2 separate regions of the Sus scrofa genome follow, and region 2 is linked to region 1. Evidence: chromatin contacts called from public promoter capture Hi-C data. All regions are on one chromosome and are shown on one strand. Each heading gives the region's core, a stretch centred on a gene start, on an enhancer-like site or on the middle of the called end of the contact. The rest is flanking DNA. Distances are from core to core; before and after follow the strand shown.

Region 1 (4,794 bases), core at 1,054-3,553:
CACTCAGTAAATACGATTATGGTGTAATGGTTTGTCTGTTTTGTTCACTGACATAGTTCCAACTGTAGAAAGGTGCCTAGTAACGGGGTAGGGTTCAATACATATATGTTAAATAGGTGAAAGCAATTAGTAGAAAGGGACTAGAACGAAAAGCGCTCTGAACAAATGTAGTAATTTTGCCAAGTGCCTAGAATTTGTTAGAGAGCTAAAAGTGGTCCATTGCAAAGGAACTGGCACCAAGTAAGAACTCAATAATGTCATCGACATTTTGTCGGTCGCCAGGCACACACAACCGTGTTGAAGTACTTAGTGGGACTTGGCACACAGTAAGATCTTGAGGTGAAGCCACGTCTGAGGTATACAGTTGGTGCTCGATAAAAGGCATTCGCGTTGCCGGCCACAAACCCCGCCCCATTCTAGAAGCCTTGCGCGGGCACGTGGTCCACCCGAAGCAGCTCTCCGGCCTGAGGTGGGGCCCTCTCCCGGCCGGTCCACTGACTTGCACAGCCGCAGACCGGTTTTCTCACGGTGATGGAAATTCTGCTGCCGCGCAGGCGCACCTCCTCCCTCTGGGCCCACAGCCTGCGCAGGCGCAGTCTCCCCAGAACCCGCCAGGGGGCGCTCCCGCCCCTACAACTTGCCCAGACCCGCCCTGTTGTCCGTCCGTTAGCGCTCTAACGGCAGAAGAGAAGCAGCCACCGTCACCATGGCAACCAGTGACCTCTGCCCCTCTTTCCTCACCAGCATGCCCCGCGGGCAGCCCCCGAGGCAGTGTTTGGAAGGAGGATGAGAAAGGAGGGTGGGAGGGGAGAATCCAGGGCTCTAGGGGAACTGGAGTGAGTCAGAACTGTATGGAGGTGTGGATGTCACCACAGGGGAGTAAACATGGGCTGGTAGGAGTGTTCTTCTCACCGTTACAGGGCCCAGAGAGTCATACAAACCATAGAAAGGCGAAATCCATCGTCAGAGATGGCGTCGCCAGGTCAAAAAGGACTCCAAAGATACTCACCAAGGGGGACCAGCCCAGCACGCGATTCCGGGGGATCACTTTGATGGCCACCTGAAGAAGTGAGCTGAGCTGAAGGGGCCAGCAGAGAACCCCCAGACCCCTCCCAGTCTGGACCCTCTTCGCCCTAGTCTTTCTGGTCCCAACCACTCCACGCCGCAACCTCAAATGAGCTGGAGCTTCTCCCCTGCCCTCCAGGTCCCCAGAAGCGAGTACACCTCTCCCACCATCTTTGGCCCTGGGCTCTCCCCCAGGCTTCAGGACCCCTCGCTCCGGGTGCGGAGTTCTGAATGTCCTAACACCCCAAGCCCTCGATTTCCCCAGCCCCAGGACTGTACGGGGGTGGGTTCTGATCCTCACGTCTCCATCCTGGACACCTGCCTCCAAAATCCCCCAAATCTCAGCTCTGGGTCCCCACCTTCCCACACATATACACCTCTCCTGGATTCCAAGGTCTAGAATCCTCATGATTTCCCCCCTCCCCCACTCCCCAGTCTCACTCTCGGGACCTCCACAATCCTTGCCTTGAACCCACCGCTCCGTTCCCCCCACATACCCACCTGGACCGCCCCCCCCCACGCCCGCGCGTCTGCGCGCGCACCCGCGCGCGCACCAGGATACCCCCAGTAACCCGGATCCCGGCCTTCATGACCCTAGCACACGCACATTGTACGCTTATTCTCTGGTCAATTAGCATCCCAGCCCCCGGGCTCCCGCCGCCGCCACACACACACCTGGCCCTCCCAAGACCCTCGTGGTGGATACCTGGAGTCGGTCTGTGACGCGATGTCCTGCGAAGACGGTGCCAAAGCCCCCCTTACCCAGGAGGGGGCCGAGTCGGTACTCGGCCTCGAACGCTTCTCGATCCTTGCCTCCTACGCAGGCGGAGGCGGGGAAGTCAGGGTGGCGGCGTGCAGAGGCCGGCCACGACCCTCTCCCCCTCCCCCCCGCGCCGCCCTCAATCACCCCAGCCCGCCCGGCCTGGTCGCCGTAGGGGAGCCTCTCTCACCTGGCGGCGGCGTGGGGGTCATGGGGGCCACGGGCAGCCCCTGCAGAGGCTTAGTCAACATGGAGGAGGAGCTGCGCAGATTGAGCCCGCTGAGCCCGCAGGGCGTGGACGCCCGGGGCAGCGAGGCTGGGGAGCCAGGACTGGGGGGCGCCAGGGTGGAAGGTAAGGAAACTGGTGGCCCAGAGGCGCCGGCAAACAGCGCGATGTTAAGATTCGCCGCGCGCGCCAGCCCCGACGCTACTGAGACAGGGCACGCGCCTCCCGAGAGAGTCGCCCCGGGCGACGGCCCCGCCCACTTGGCTTTGATCAATCCGGACGCGGCACCTGCTGCACCCCAGCCAATCGGAGCCAGTCCTTATTTGCATACCACCCTCAACGTTCCAAGCACCCTTATGCAAATACATGCCCGGATCTTCCTCGGGGGCGGGGCCTGCATGCAAATAAGGGGGGCGCGCGCGAAGAGGAAACTGGTTATGGGAATCCCTTTTGCAGCAACCGCGTTTGTTTTGGTTGTTGCGCAGGGTTGTTTTTATGTAAGTGTGTGTACGTGGATATATAAACTTAAAAAAAATTCAATGCACCGCCTCCTTTTCTAGGAAGTTGCTTTGCCGCCGCCGGAGATAACGCCAGGCCTTCTAAGGCTTCTAAGAATCCCGGCCGGTCTCCAAAGGGTGCTCCTCACACCAGAACCAGAGCCCTTTAGGCGACTGGCAGCCTCCGCCCGGAAACTGAAGCTGAGGATCCTGGAAGAACCTGTTCAGCCGTCAGGGAGGGCTAACCTCCCTCACCACCGTGGGAGGAGCACTGGTCAAGGGCAGTGTTCCCACACCCGGAGGCCACGGCCTGCGGGCTGTTTGTGCAGCCCTTAACCTAGACAGACCTGCCTAGACCTGGCTGTGAGCCCAGTCAGCAGATCTAGAATCTGGAATGGCGAATGGGGCGCGCGCGCGGGGGGGGGGGTTCTTGGGGATGGGAGCAAGCCAGAGTGGGGGTGGCTTCTTGGGCATGCTTCCGGATGAGAGAGACGGACTGAGAGAGCTCCGGGAGGTGGTCAAGTCACAGATTTGGGGAAAATAGCTCTCGTGCCGCAGGAAGAGAGACAGGCACTCCAAAGACACACACAGAACTGCCGCGAGAGAAATACACAAACATGTGCCGCCATTCATGTGAGCTTGTCCTAGACACACATGCAGATACCTACTGTCACACATAGACAGACATCCACTGTCAGGCAGGCATGCTGCCAGAGTCAAGTTCCAGAATGACACTCGAGAGATGCACTGTTACAGAAAGGCACTCCAGAGAGATTCACATAGACCTACATGTAACGAGGACACAGATATGTCCTGCCAGACACACAGCCAGAACTTGTGACGAAGACACTGGCACCATCAGACATGCAGTGTCACAGAAAAGACTTGTACTGTTCCAGAAACGAGAGACCCAGAGTCTGACACAGGAACACACACAAACACTCCAGAGACACACATGCACTGCTCCAAAGCCAGACATATACTTAGGTGCTAGAGCAACAGATAGGCAGTGTCACAAAAACAGACATGGACAGATCCAGTCACAGTCACAGACACACACATACAGCAGACGTGCAGCGCCGTCACTGACACTGTTCAGAAATAGCTACCCAGAGTCTGTCACAGGAATACAAACGGACGTGCACCCTATCAGACAGAAACCACACGTGCACTGTCACGGACAGACCCACACAGACATGCACTCATCTCAGAAACAAACTGTCAGAGACAGAATCTCACACCCAGTCACCATCTGACACACCTGGAAACAAGCCCTCGTCACACACACAAACACACACACGACCAGAGAAACACTCTGTGAGAGGCACATAGACTTGGACTCACCACAGTCACACAGTCACACACACACACACACACACACACCCAAAAAGCAAATACACACATGTACTCTCCCTTATTCATCCAACATTTATTAGGGGTCTACTGTAAGCCTGCGAGGCCCTAGAAGGGGTGCAGATAATTAAGAGATACACAGATAAGCCAGGCATCACAGCCCTTGCCCAGGAAGTTGATAGTACAGTTTACTGGGGAAGGAGTAGACATATTTGTAGATAGAAATGAGAATGTAGATGGGGTCACACAGGGCTTCTCAGAAGGAGACCCCTCTACCCATCTTGAGAGACAAGGTTGGAGGCTTGGGACAGGGGAAGGGCAAATTCCAGGCAGAGGCCAAGGAAACTGGACAGAGAAGCAAGATGAAGTAGGCAGGGGCCAAATGGTACAGAAACGTCAACATTAGGATAATAAATAAGAACACCTGCTAACATTTGAACTCTCAGAATGTGCCAGGCACCGTGCCACCAAACATTATGTTGACCATATGCACTCTCGATGCTCACACCCAGAGTGTGAGGTAGTAGACATTAATCACCCCCATCCTACACACACGACACTGGAAACTCAGAGAGCCTGTGATTTGACCAAGGCCACACAGAAAAAGCTGATAAGGTTTCAAACCAACTCTCCAACACATGTGCTTGACCAGTGGCTTCCACAGGGACACCCTGCGGACAGCCACACCCTCACCCGCAGAGCTGGACACACATTCTTCCACAGGGGCATTCTGGAAGGACATCAAAAAGACAACTGACAAAACCCGAGGGCCAGCCATCCTTCTCACCTTGGCTTTACCTCTAGGAAGGGCAGGGAAGGAAAGTGTCAAGAGAACTGGGGAACACGAAAAAAAGGTTTAGCTGTCCCCCAGTTTCTAAAACCTGGTGGGGGGT
Region 2 (4,794 bases), core at 1,553-4,052, 220 kb after region 1:
GAACAGAGAAGGATTGTAAAGCCAGGCTTGGCGCCAGGTGAAGAGGTGAAATCTTAAATAATTAGCGCTGTAGCCATTGTGGGGGAGTGTGCCCGGGCTTCTAGCTGACCCTGACTCAGAGCCTGGTAGAGGTGTGGCTCTAGGGAATTCAGGCAAGGGCTCTAGAGCCCCAGTCCTATAAACACAGTCACACCCAGGAGACTAAAATAATAGTAACCCCAGCCATCATTTACTTAGCCTTATCTGGGCTACAGGCTTTACCAGCACGATCTGGTTTTCTTTTCTTTTTTTCTTAATTTTTTTTTTTTGTCTTTTTGCCTTTATTAGGGCCGCTCCCGCAGCATATGGAGGTTCCCAGGCTAGGGGTCTAATCGGAGCTATAGCTGCCAGCCTATGCCAGAGCCACAGCAATGCCAGATCCGAGCCGTGTCTGCGATCTACACCACAGCTCACGGCAACGCCGGACCGTTTAACCCACTGAGCAAGCCAGGGATCGAACCCGCCACCTCATGGTTCTTAGTCGGATTCGTTAACCACTGCACCACAACGGGAACTCCTAAAAAATTTTTTTATTGTAGTTGATTTACAGTGTTCTGTCAATTTTTGCTGTAAAGTGACCCCGTTATACATATATTTTTTCTCACATGTTCCTTCACAAGTGATCAGATATAGTTCCCTATTTTCCCATCTAGTTAGTTACACACCAACTCAACAATCCTGATATGTCCATTTCACAGAAGACAGAAGTAAGGCCCAGTGAGTATAAATAGCCTGAGGAAGTTGGGGATGGAAGCAAGATTTAATCTTGCCTGATTCCCAAGCCTGTCCTCTTAATCTCACCTGCATTCAACAAGTATTAATTGAGCCCCAACTGTTTACCTTGCATTCAGAGGCAGTGGTGAGATGCTGTAGAAATGAAGCAAAGGTTTTTATCCTTATGCAGATGATGTAGTGGGGGAGGGGTAGACAGATGTCAGAAAAGAAAAGACAAGAATAAATAAAAGATCATTTCAGAGAGAAGCGAGAATTGTGAAGAAAGCCAAAGGTTATGGTGGGAGAGGTAATGATGGTGGCTGCTGGCCTCTTTGAAGACACAATATCTGAGCTGGGACCTGAATGATCAGAAGCCACATGTCTGGGGAGTTCCTGTCGTGGCTCAGCAGAAACGAATCGACTAGGAACCATGAGGATGCAGGTTCAATCCCTGGCTTGCTCAGTGGGTTAAGGATCCGGCATTGCTGTGAGCTGTGGTGTAGGTCGCAGGTGTGGCTCAGATCTCTCATTGCTGTGGCTGTGGTGTAGGCCGGCAGCCATAGCTCTGATTGGACCCCTAGCCTGGGACCTCCATATGCTGTGGGTGCGGCCCTAAAAAGACCAAAAAAAAAAAAAAAAAAAGAAGAAGAAGCTAGGTGTCTGAAGGGCTGGGAAAAGGATATTGACAGCTGTGGGGACAGCAAGTTCAAAGGCCCTGATGCAGAGCAGGGTTTGTTCTGTTCTAGAAACTCAGGCACGTCCTCAAAGAGTTGGAAAGCACACAGTTGGCTCTGGGAAGTGTGCTTCATGCCTTCCACTATCCAATCACTCTTCAGGCAACCTGGGCTGAAAGAGGGGAGCCCCTTCTGTGGTTGTGTGGGACTCCGGGTTGGGGACGGAAAGCAGACCGGCCTTGGTTGAACCATCCTGGCCTTCCAATGAGATGAGAATGAAAGCAACACCCACTCTGGAGGGTGTGCCCCTCAGCACATCTTGGGGGAGATCCTGATGCCCGTGACCAGGTGCATGTCGCAGATGCAGAAATTGAGGCTGAGTCAGGAGAAATTACTCGCTCAGGATAACACGCTCTTCAAATGTCATCAGCCTGTTCACCGAGCCTGGCACCCAAGAGCCTTGCCCTCATCTTGCCAAGCTCCCAGCAATAAATAAGCCTGTCCTCCTTCCCCATTCTTCATCTGGGACTGGGCTGACAGACCCTTTACTTAGAAGCAGGAAACAGAAGCTCAGCACTTAGGGCCAAGACCTCCCCAGAATTGCAGAACAGAGAATCATATCTTGGGCTCTGACACTATTAAAAAAGTCCACCCTCATCTACTCAGCAGCGTGATGCTCCACAGGCTCTGTTCTCTCTCTGTCTCGGGTCTGTGCACTGGCGAGGTCCCATTCCCATTGCTACTAAGAGGTTTATTCCACCGTCTATGACCTTTTGTCCACAATTCCAAAATCCAAAAAAACTCCAGAGACCCACAGTTTTCCCACAAAGTTGGGCACCATTTGGTTCATTTGGTTACAAAACTTGACTTAACCAGGAGTGATTTTTGGTCCTGGCTTATCCCACTTGCTGTGAACGGCCACACCATTCCATGAGGAAATAACGTGTTTGTTTGTTAGTTTTTAACCGGGCAGTCTCAGACACCGCTGAGAAAAGTCATATATCTTATATGCACTGGGAAAACTCTCTAAACCCCGAAATATGCTGAATTCTGAAAACGGACCTGAATTTAACCCTGGCTTTGGCCCTTTTTCCAGCTAAGGAAACTGAGGCACTCCCTCCCCAAAGCCAAAACATTTCTGAGTTGAGGCAGCCCCAGGCACATTTGTATTCTAAAAACGGGAAGGGTCGTCTCCTTTCAACACACGTTACGAGGAACTGCCGAGCCTCAGAAGCTGGTAGTTCCCCCCCCCCGCCGCCCGAGATGGGGCGCCCCGGGGCGGGGTGGGGGGCGCTGTGCGCTGTGCGCTGGGCAAGGAGAATCCTTGGCGGGCGGGGCGAGGGGCTTCCGGGGCGGCAGCCACCTGGCCCAGCCCGCTCCGGCCCCGCCCGCTTCTGCTCCGCGCGGTGATTCACTCCCTCCTTCGCCCCGGGGCCCCCTTCCCGGCCAGACGGCGGGGAAGACGGTTGGGTGTGCAGCGTCCTCGAACCCGCAAGCAAGCGAGCAGCTCCTCGGCGCCCTTCGGGACTCAGGTCCACGCCATGGCGGATTCCGAGCGCCTCTCGGCCCCGGGCTGCTGGGCCGCCTGCACCAACTTCTCGCGCACCCGAAAGGGATTTGTCCTGTTGGCTGAGATTGTAAGTGTCCTGGGACTGGCTGGTGGGCAAAGGCGGGTGGAGTGGCTGGATCACGCGGACTGGGGCAGCCCCGGGGGAGGCAGGCTCGCGGCCGCGGGTGATCGGCAGTGGGGCGCGGGGTGGGTGGGTCGGTGACGGAGGCCCGAAACCAGGGGCACATGCAGGGCGAGTCAGTGAGGTTTGGAGAAGGTGGTCGGCAGCTGCTGGCCCATGGAGTCAGGCACGAGGCCCACAGGGCATACGGGCGACCCCGCGGAAGGAGACCCCGTAGATTCATTAGTGGACTCATAGAAGGGGTTCCCGGGGCTGGGTGGTGGGGGATCCTCCCGTGGCAGGGCGTGGCGCGGCCTGGGCAGTGGCGGGCGGGCTGGCAGAGCGCCCAGGGGCGGGACCTGTTGGGGTGGGGCCCCCGCGCGCGCTTGTCCCGCGGGGCAGGGCCACCCGTCCTACCCCAGTTCTTCCTCGCTCCTCTGTGACGGGGCGGGAGGTCCTTAGCTATTGGGGCCGCTCGGGAGCCTCGGTTTCCCACCCCCGGCAAAGGGGGTGCCTCCTTTGAGTCGCTCGTAAAAGAGGTGCGGCGCCTTTAACAGAGCCCTGCCCCTCCGGTGTCACTCGCACCGATTCCCAAAGGGGTTGCCCGGGGAACCGCACGTCCCGCCCCGTCAAAGCCCTGAAGCTGGCGCCAGCAGCGCTCACAAAAACCACCTGAAGGCACCACTCCCCTTGGGCTATCCTAGAAGGGAAAAGAGGGGAAACTGAGGCACCCAACCCTACCCCTCCCTAGCTAGGTGACCCTGGATAAGTTACCTCGTGTCTCTCTGTTCCTCTCTTTTCTCATCTATGACATAAAGGTATTAATAATAGTACCTGGCTCATTAGGTTGTTGCGATGATTGAGGGAATTAATACCTGTACAGCTCTTAGAACAATATCCCAAACACAGTATGCACACATTAAGTGTTTAGCTATTGGTCATCTTCCCAGTCCTGGTGGGCATCTGAGTTTGAGACCCTCCCCACCCCCAATTTAAACCCACGCCCTCAGCCCTTGGAGTCGATCGATCGAAGCCCCCTTTCGCCTATCTTTCCAGGTAGTGTGCCTGGTGATTCTGATCTGCTTCAGTGCCGCGACGTCAGGATTCTCTTTCCTGTCGGTGATAGAGATGATCTTTGCTGCTGTCTTCTTTGTCATCTACATGTGTGACCTGCACACCAAGATACAAATCATCAACTGGCCTTGGAGTGTGAGAAAGGGGCCACAATGACCAGGCTAGGGAGGGGCTTGGGGAGGGGGGGGATTTTGAATGCTGACTTTCCTCTTCTCCCTGCCCTTCACAGGATTTCTTCCGAACCCTCATAGCAGCCATCCTCTACCTGATCACCTCCATCCTTGTGCTCGTGGAGGGAGGACACAGCTCCAAAATTGCCGCAGGGGTAAAGGCTGTGGCTCTGAAGCACTGGGAGAGGGGTTTGAGGCTCCCGGGGCCATTTGTGTCTCTGCTTCTGTCAGAAAGTGTGTGACCCACAGGAGGTCACACCTGTCCTCAGGGCCTCCTGCAGAAAAGGCTGACTCAGGTCCTGGTTTTCCTCCCCCAAGTGTCATTGGCAATAAAGGGCCACAATTTGTCCAACACAGGGACTTGTGTGGGAAGCACAATGAGACGGCCCCTTTGTCAATACACTAGACTACCATCTGCTAGAGCTTTGTCTCCGTGTACAGTATGAATGGGGC

What was found. Promoter capture Hi-C pulls out the DNA fragments that hold promoters and counts their contacts.
Region 2: a promoter capture Hi-C map of fetal liver shows a contact between it and region 1, with 2.7 times the contacts expected there. The contact joins the promoter of PLP2 here to the promoter of PIM2 in region 1. A contact is called at or near these places in 1 of 5 promoter capture datasets (fetal liver) and 1 of 47 Hi-C or Micro-C datasets (heart right ventricle).

The regions. Positions count from the first base shown.
Region 1 is chrX:42,996,272-43,001,065 of Sscrofa11.1, forward strand. It overlaps PIM2 (serine/threonine-protein kinase pim-2), which reads right to left and starts at 2,304. Exons shown (of 6, transcript XM_003360311.4): 1 at 2,016-2,304; 2 at 1,772-1,881; 3 at 1,010-1,060. The coding sequence starts at 2,076.
Region 2 is chrX:43,212,570-43,217,363 of Sscrofa11.1, forward strand. It overlaps PLP2 (proteolipid protein 2), which reads left to right and starts at 2,803. Exons shown (of 5, transcript NM_001244435.1): 1 at 2,803-3,064; 2 at 4,154-4,306; 3 at 4,401-4,496. The coding sequence starts at 2,969. MAGIX (PDZ domain-containing protein MAGIX) reads left to right here. Exons shown (of 6, transcript XM_013986138.2): 6 at 1-320.